3 separate regions of the Gossypium arboreum genome follow, and all the other regions are linked to region 3. A link is a contact called in public Hi-C data. All regions are on one chromosome and are shown on one strand. Each heading gives the region's core, a stretch centred on a gene start, on an enhancer-like site or on the middle of the called end of the contact. The rest is flanking DNA. Distances are from core to core; before and after follow the strand shown. Region 1 holds the start of LOC108453391 (cysteine proteinase mucunain-like). Region 2 holds the start of LOC108465570. Region 3 holds the start of LOC108486434 (ketol-acid reductoisomerase, chloroplastic-like).

What was found. A called contact is a pair of places that touch in the nucleus more often than the background predicts.
Region 1: a Hi-C map of leaf shows a contact between it and region 3, with 5 times the contacts expected there. The contact joins the promoter of LOC108453391 here to the promoter of LOC108486434 in region 3. A contact is called at or near these places in 2 of 5 Hi-C or Micro-C datasets (both in leaf).
Region 2: a contact with region 3 is called in a Hi-C map of leaf, with 3 times the contacts expected there. The contact joins the promoter of LOC108465570 here to the promoter of LOC108486434 in region 3. A contact is called at or near these places in 2 of 5 Hi-C or Micro-C datasets (both in leaf).

The regions. Positions count from the first base shown.
Region 1 is chr6:29,007,856-29,010,888 of ASM2569848v2, reverse strand. LOC108453391 (cysteine proteinase mucunain-like) reads right to left here and starts at 1,603. Exons shown (of 5, transcript XM_017751464.2): 1 at 916-1,603; 2 at 607-839; 3 at 398-535; 4 at 1-310. The coding sequence starts at 1,399.
Region 2 is chr6:28,251,356-28,254,138 of ASM2569848v2, reverse strand. LOC108465570 reads left to right here and starts at 1,526. Exons shown (of 13, transcript XM_053029449.1): 1 at 1,526-1,770; 2 at 1,854-1,970; 3 at 2,227-2,359. The coding sequence starts at 1,593.
Region 3 is chr6:28,628,121-28,631,189 of ASM2569848v2, reverse strand. LOC108486434 (ketol-acid reductoisomerase, chloroplastic-like) reads right to left here and starts at 1,800. Exons shown (of 10, transcript XM_017790488.2): 1 at 1,368-1,800; 2 at 1,158-1,250; 3 at 870-935; 4 at 650-790; 5 at 150-377; 6 at 1-46. The coding sequence starts at 1,655.

The sequences.
Region 1 (3,033 bases), core at 354-2,853, 380 kb before region 3:
GTGAAGGAGATGGAGGTGGTGGTGGTGGTGGAGTTGAAGGAGGTGGCGGTGGAGGAACACTTGGCGATGGATAAGGGGATGGTGAAGAGGATTCTTTAGTTGGATAAGAAGCCATGGCATTGACAGCACAAACACCATATGGTAAATCAGTGTCTCTTTTTAGATAGAAATATCCATCTATCCCCCAACTTGTTCCCCATGAATTCTTCACTATCCAATACTCTTCACTGCCTTCTGAACCATAACCAACTATTAAAACAGCATGATCAATGTCATCTGGATCATCCGAGCAGCTCCCATCATAAATTCCCTATTCATCCATCATGCCATACGAATTTCATTACCCCAAAAATTTCGTTTTAAACAAAAAGTTTCAGGGTTCCAAACATATACTTACACCAGTGTAAAGTTGAAAATCAATGGCGGAACCATCAATTCCCACACTAACAGGTTGCTGAGCAACGGCACATAAAAGAGCACTATCTGATTGCTCTACATCTTGATAGCCATCAATAGATACAACCTTGGTTTCCTCCTGATTAAAGACAAATACATTAGAATTAGAGGAAGAACTAGTTGAACTACTGAAACAAAAATGAATCAGACCTTGGTGGTGTTACATGTGCCATCCACACCAGTGTAGGGGTAGTCGGTTTCGCTATCGATCCCGCCATTGTTTATAACCCACTCGAAAGCATAGTCCATGTATCCTCCTTCACACCCATAGTTGCTGGTATCACAATCTACAAGTTCTTGTTCTGAAAGGCTAATTAGGTCTCCAGTAACTAAGGCATTGATTCCTTCCATGGCTCCGGTTGATGAGAATGCCCAACAACTTCCTGCAAACATAGGACACAGTTATTCAGGTTTTTTTCTTAAAGGGGAACTTACACAATATGTAGGGCATTTTCTTACCACAAGAACCTTGGTCCTTGACAGCAGTCACAACTCCATAGTTCCTCCAATTCAAGGAGGAGGGTGCATCACAAGACTGCACCTTTCTCCTCATGTTCCTTGACAGGGTTATCCCTTTGTTGATGGGCTTTTTCACCTTTGACAAGTAAGCTTTTCTGAACTCCTCATTGCTCATATCAGCAAACTTGTTCAATCCCACATGGTGTTCCCATTTGTTTGCTTTTCTCTTTGCATTCCTCTCTAGGATATACTTCAAATTCCCCTTGAAATTTTCAAACCTTTTCTCAGCCTCCTCGGCTTGCCGGTACACTTTCTGATTCTTTTCTTTCCACTGTTGGAAGATTTCCAACACCCTTTCCTCCGAAAGAAATGCGTCAATCTCATGTTCCACTATGGAGTATTCACTAGGAAGGCTAGAAGAGAGGCTTGTTAGTGAAGCCAATATCAATAAAAGGAAACCCAATATGTTTCTTTGGAAACCCATATTTTTTCAACGGGGTTGCCACTGATATCTGATCTTAATCTTGCATTTGTATTGTATATAAGGTGGAAAATTAATGCTAACTAAGCCATGCCTACCAGTCAGCTCTACAACATTCTTTGCAAGTGACCAAAATAACACTGGAACTGTCCAAAGAAGATGGGGGAAACAATGTTTTTGAGGGTATCTTATGAATTAATCAAATGTTTTATGGAAAAATATTTAGTTTCATGAGAAATAAAGACCAAATTATTTTGGTGGTTATGCCCTGCCCGTCTGCTGTTCACACTTGGGTGCAGTTGACTTGTGAGTAGGGATAGTTGCTGGAGATGAATCTAACAGTCAACATTTTACATCTATTTACCATTGAAAACGGTTGATCAATTAGGTTATTATTATATAATCTATCAAAATGCTGCATCCAACTCTCTTCTTTACAAATCTATAAACATTAACCTCGCTTTATTTTTTTTGATTAAAAGTAGGTCCAAGTTCATAAAGGATCAATCAACTGTTCCTAACATTGATCACAAGGATCATGTTGGCATTTTGTTGTATCTATTTTATCTTTTGTTCAATGATTGTAAATTCAAATATAAAATGAAATACATGGAATCTGTACAATGCATAAGCTCTTAAATGCTCAACTCTGCTACCTACTAGTCTTTTGCTGGCAAAGAAGAGTAGCTTTGACCCAATTCTTCTTTTTTATTCATTACACATGTTTCTTTAATATGTTTATACTTAAACGCAGCAGTTGCAATGAAATGTATTATAATGAACAACCCTGACTAATAAAAATAGCTAAAATCCCCTGAAATTTTCTAAAAAAATCAATTAAATTCTTATATTTTTTTCACTCAATTGAACCCCTTAACTTCAAAATTATAATAATTAAGCCCTTTGGGGTAACAGCGGCCCTTTTGGGGCTGTTTTATACTCAAAATTGTTAAAAAATACTAAAAATCCTAAAAGAAATTATTAAAAACTAAAATATTCAAAATCACAAAAAATTATAAAAATAAATAAAATGCAAAAATATATAAAAATATTATAAATGTCTCAAAAATTATACAAATTAAAAAATATTAAAATGAATAATTTTAAAATTATATGAATTAAAAATAAAAATTGTTAAAATATGGAAATTTTTAAAATATAGAAAATTATTATAAAAATATTAAAAATAATAGAAAATTTTAAAATTATATGAAATTTTAAAAAGATACAATTTTAAAAATATTTACCATTTTGTAACTCTCTAAAAATATATATTTTTCCTTATGTGAATATTTAATATAAGTATTTGTCTGCTTCATTGGTTAAGTGTTTTGAATGTGTGTGTGAGGTCTTGGGTTTAAGCCTCATCTTTGCTACTTTTATTATTTTTGGATCAAGCCTTATCCCTAATCAGTGTGCTTATATTAATTTGTCTGTAAATTTATATTAAAATGAGTCTGCTGGTTCGAGTGGTAAGGGGGTTGGTGTGTTGGGGGTCCTATGTTTGAATCCCTACGTGAGCATGAAAATTATTTTTGCTCAGTTGTCTAGTAGAGTTTCGGTGGAGTTGAAATAATGAGGTGGTTGTGAGTTTGTGGGTTAGTAGGAGGAAAATTAGGGAGGTTATTAGTTCTGTT
Region 2 (2,783 bases), core at 277-2,776, 380 kb after region 3:
ACTCATAAATATTAAATTATTATCTTATTCAATCTTACTTGTTGGATTTAGTGATCTCAAATAACCATCTCCGACACCATTGAAAATTAGGTCATTACACTTGAAGATGGATGATATAGTATTGTTTACCATTCATCCTTTTGCTCTTGTAAAGCTAGAATATGAACATTTTTACTGCTTCTATATGCGTAAATGAAGTTCTGTATTGGCGCCTTTATTTTCTATATCTTAATGAAATTTTCCAATGCTTCTAATATCTCATTATTTTGATGTTAGGAAACATTCCAATACGTTGAAGACCAGTTGCAAACTGTGGGAGCTAATGTTAAGCAATTCTGTACAGAACTAATGCAAGAAGTGCTCCCTTCATCTCCTACCAATTTGAAGGAAGAACTTTAACTTGTCTCTATTGCAAAATGCTGCTGTCATAGCCAATAAAGATTCAAACATAAGTGTTAATAAAGATTGCATTCAGAAAGAACTGATCCATGTCAAATATATTAAAAATATACATTTAGGTTCATCTTCAGGGCAAAGCACAGAGAATGAGCGTGGCTTGGCTCAAGCATGCAAGAATGAAGCTCATGACACTGATTCTACTCTAGATGACGCCTTATTAGAATCAAAGGGTAGGTATTCATTCTGTTGGTATGATATATCCATCTATCCTTTTTTTTTTTTCTTTCTAAAATGGTCTCTGCATTAGATTAAAATAACCAGTTGCATTCGGTTGTGGAATCAAAGGATTAGTTAAAGTTATGAGATTAAATGATTTTGTTGCAGCTGTTCCGAAATTGGAACTAGAAACTGTTCCAGCTCCTGTTCCATCGCAAAATAAGGTGAAGCATGAAGAAAACTGCATTGTGGTGGACAGCAGTGAGCTTCATTCTCTTTCTAATGAATTACAAGAACGCCGATCATTCAAGGTAGGATACTCTCACCCTCCATCGTATATTTTGGTAAAAATTCAGGCGCCTCACGGATGTTTAGCTTGACATGAACAACCTCTTTCAGAAATGCTTAGTTGTTGTTTTGTGGGACAGGAGAAGTTTCAATAGGCTTTTTCTTTGAAGTCAAGGTTATGGAAGCCTGATGATGAGCAGCATCGAAACAGTGTTGAGCAATCCAGTGAAAGCAACAAATCTGAGTCACAAGAAATGGGATTTTCCGAATCGGATTGGGAGATTATTTAAATAAAGTTAAAATGGAATTTAGAATAAGAGAGGACATTTACATGGTTTGAAAAAATGCAGAGAACTAGGCAGTCTAGTAGGCATGATTTGATGGAGAGTTGTTGTCTAAATTGCAGTGTTTCCTTGTATTAATCAGATAACATTAGTATTAATTTCATCTTTTAATTACAAACAAAGCATTGATCAACGTGCAAAAACTCATTGGTTGTCTCCTGTTCTAATCGCGTATCCACCAAATTCCATGAACGGTCCACAAAAGCTCGAAGGATTATATAATAAAAAATATATAAGTTTTAAGTTTTATACTCCTTTTTGTTCACAAAAAATAGGAAATAAAATAAAATATAAAAGGTGTAAAGTTATTTACGGAAAAGAGAAAATATTGGAAATAGCGGGAATATGGCGGACACTTACAGTTTGATAGGAGCCTTTTACTCTAAGCCCTCTCCTGCTCTGCCTCCTTTTTTTCTCAAAACCCCAAAATTACCCCTCCATTTTCCATCTAAATCCATGGCTGCCCACTGTCATTGCTCCTCTAACCCTCTACCTTCCCAGCCCTCCTTACTCGTTTTCTCAGGTACTCTTCTCCTCGCTTTGATTGATAAATATTTCAAATTTTATTAAAAAGTCCTAACGTGGATTCGATTATGGTGGTTCTAGGGGGGACGGCATTTAATGGCGTTGTAGAAGAGCTTAAGAAGTTAACAGTTCGCGTTGCCCATGTTCTTCCTGTTTCTGATGATGGGGGAAGTACTGCCGAGATTGTTCGAGTTCTCGGTAAATATTTTACGCATTTCTAACGCGAAATCTTATATCATTAGTTTATCAATTATCAGAAGACAACTCTCATTTGACATAGGAAACTTTAGTTGTTTTAGTTAAGCCTTGAAATAAACGAAAGAATTTTGCCTGCACTTGAATTGTTTAATCAGATGGCCTTTATTTTTATTAGATTGTGTTTTGGTTCTTATAATGATTTGGAAATTTCCTTTGATGTGAGATAAAATAATGTCGCTGAGTTGATAATGTTTAGGAGGTCCTGCTGTTGGGGACATAAGGTCAAGATGTTTGAGATTGGCTGATGAAAGCACTTCCGAGGCTCTGGCTGTCCGAAGATTGCTTGGTCATCGTTTGCCTATAAATCCACAGCAAGCCAAGTCGGAATGGTAGTGTTTTCCTCTGATAATTTTACTGTAACACTTTCATTTTAGCACATTTGATTAAGTCATTTAGATGGTCTTTTCTCTCTTGTTCAGCTAGTTTTGGTAACTTGATTGCTGCTATTTTTTTTCGTTCATGCTATTTTCAACTCCATTTTGTTGATTTTTTTTTTTTTACTACTCTTGTACACGGGCATCCATACATAAATAAATGCACTTTTAAAGAGGCACTTGCAGGCAAAGCTGCTTAAGAGTCACAGGATGATTCCAATAGAACATTACTTTTTAAACTTCATTCTAAACCTACATATGGAAATTTCAGTACAAAATTGACAATTCTATTTCTAGATTTATCTTATCCGGATTTCTTGTTACTTACAAATATATAGGTTACTCAGTGTTAGAATTAACTGTCAATTATCCACTTTTA
Region 3 (3,069 bases), core at 551-3,050:
CAACCGACCATCCCAAGGCCACATCTGTAGCTCTACCATCAACATCCTGCTCCAAATTAGACATTGTCATTTAAGCATGCTTTTTTGAAAAGGTTTAGTTTTGACATTCATTTAGACTAAGTTGAATATATGATCAAGAGATAATCAACCTGATGGACAGCAAAACTAGCATTAATTCCAGCGCCATTTATCTCTTTTCCCTGAACATAAAGTCTCCTCACAGAAGGTCCCATTCCCTTCGGGCAGACAGCAATTACACTGATGTTCTTAGGAAAATCAAGCCCCAACGATTGTAAATGGCCAAGAAGAAATCCATGGGAAAGCCCAAGGATGCTATTTGGCTTCATGTGGGAGAAGACCTTTTCATAATTATCCGCCTAGATAACATAATTCAGAAAATAAAGCTTCATAAGAACAAACCAAAAAGTGCAGAGAGCCTATGAATCATAGTGCATGTAAGTCTTAAGCATTTACAAGTTGTCACAAATCAGTCTAACAGACTTGGAAAAATTTTTCATGTGAGTCATATATTGGCATCAGAAAGATGTCTGCTATGGGCATGCAGCTTATACAATCAGCCAATGCTAACCATAACCAATAGCCAATATTTAAAACGCAGAAATAGAAAACATGAGAGCAGCTTAGCAACCTGTGCAGAATCAGAGATCAACAATAACACGAGATCACTTCCAGCAACAGTTTCCCATATGTCCCCCAGAGTTCCGTTCTCTTCAGTAAATCCTGCAGCACGGGCTTCAGCAAAGGAGCGAGAGCCTTTCCTCAACCCAATCTGTAATCATCATCAAGTAACAGTACATTTAGTCAAATCAATGAATGCAAAATAAAATGCAGTGAGAATTCGAGCTTGCCTTCACAACAATATCAGATTTTGCCTCTACAAGAGAATCCCTCAGATTCTGTGCTTGAGCTGGCCCCTAAAACCATATTTTAAACCACGTTTTAGTTAAGGGAATGTAATATTCGGATATACGATTAATGAACATTTGCAAAATAAAAACCTGAAAGACTTTCGTGGTCAATGAAAACTGAAAAGCATGCTTTTGATCTTCATAATTATGAAATGGTGGGGAAAAAGGTTTCCCTTTTGCTTTTATTTACAGGGAAAAAGAAAAGGAGAAATGTTGTAAATTAATAACCTGAGAACCCCAACCAATAACACCAATCTGTTTGATTCCCTTAAAAGCATCATCCAATAAAGGGAACAAATGCCGTCCTCCTCTCACAATGTACTGCCAAATACCCAAATCCATCAATATATATGAAAATAATCAGCAAACGGAACTGAAAAGCAAATGCAAAAGAAGAAGAAAAAGAAATGAAATGACTTAATTAGGGGGTCAGTTAACCTCTTCGTGACCAGCAAGAGAGATCTTTTCTTTCTGGAAAACGGAGGTATGGAAGTCAAGCGATGTCGTCTCAGACACTGGCGAAGGGACTGTCCCCATCTTGGCGACGATGGCATTGGTCCTTGTAGAGACATGATGAGCTATCAGTGATTTTGGAATCGGCGAATACCGTGAGGACGATGATGATGTAAAGCGTGTTTTGAGGACGGTTGATTTGGTCGATGAAGATATCGACGGTGTAGAAAGGAGTGCGGCTTTAAAGGAAGTGGTTGTAGTGGTGGCGGCCATTGCTGAAAGACGAAAGCTGGTGTGAGAGACGGTTTCGAACTGGACTTAGGTTTATGTGCTGAGCACCAACTTTGGCTTTTTTTATAAGGGGGTGAAATGGTTGGTGAGGTTTTTGTTTTTTTCGAAGAGCATAATATGGGTTGGTGTTTTTTTTCTTTTTCATTTTAATTTAAATGGAAAATTGTTTCTGCACTGTTTGTTAAAAATATGACAAAGTATTTTATATGATAAAAATATTAAAATAGAAAAAATATTTGATACAATATTTTTAAACTCGATAAATAAATGAAAAATATAAGTTTTTATAAGGTATAATAAAATATTAAATAAATAAAATGAGATATATTACAATTTTTTATTTTATTTACGTTATTATAAAAAGTACACAATTAATGTACTAAATGATTTAAATATATAAATAAATATGACATTGTTTACATCCTTAATTTATTTATGGAGTAAAAAACCGATAAGCGGTATATTAAATAATTATCTAATATATATTAACTTATTTATTTGAAAAATGGTTTTTAAGTTCACAAAAACAATATAATTATAGTACAATTAGAAATACATGTAGGAATAATTATAGAATAGAACCAAGCTAATATAAAGTTCAAACTTACAAAGAAGTAAATAATTTAGTGACTTATCAAACTAAAATTCACATATGACAGTTACACATGATACCAACTTTTACTAATAATACCAAGATATTATTACCTATATTAATTAATTATGATAATTATATATTAACTAATTATGGTGAATTTATATTATGAAAATTAATTACAATAAATATAATAACTAATTATAGTGAATTTACATTAATTATGATAAATGTATTAGCTATTAACTATTTGTGATATATATTAACTAATTATGGTAAATATATATTATGATACATATGTAAATTAATTATTGTGCATCTTCTCAATGACTTGTATAAATTATGGAGTAAACTACTAAATAGTCACTTTTGTTTCCTTCAGGTTATATTTTAGTCACTTATATTTGAAATGTTACGTTTTAGTTACTTGTGTTAACGTGTTATAACATTTTAGGCACTGAGCCATTAATTGTCATTAATAATGTAACGGTAAGCTGACATAGCATGTTAAATCATCATTTCAAACAAAAATTTTAAGTTAAATTATACAATTGGTCCCTATATTTTATTTTCGTTTTGAGCAATTTAATTTTCTTCTTTTACGTTAAAAGAGATGAAAAAGGGAGGGAAATAGAGGGAGAAGCATAAAAGAAAGGAAAATGAAGAAAAAAAGAGAAAGTTGAAAGAACATAAAAGAAAAAAAAATGCTCAAAACGAAAAAATATGGTGACTAATTGTATAATTTAACCTAAAATTTTTGTTTAAAATGATGATTTAGCGTGCCACATCAGCTTATCGTTACAC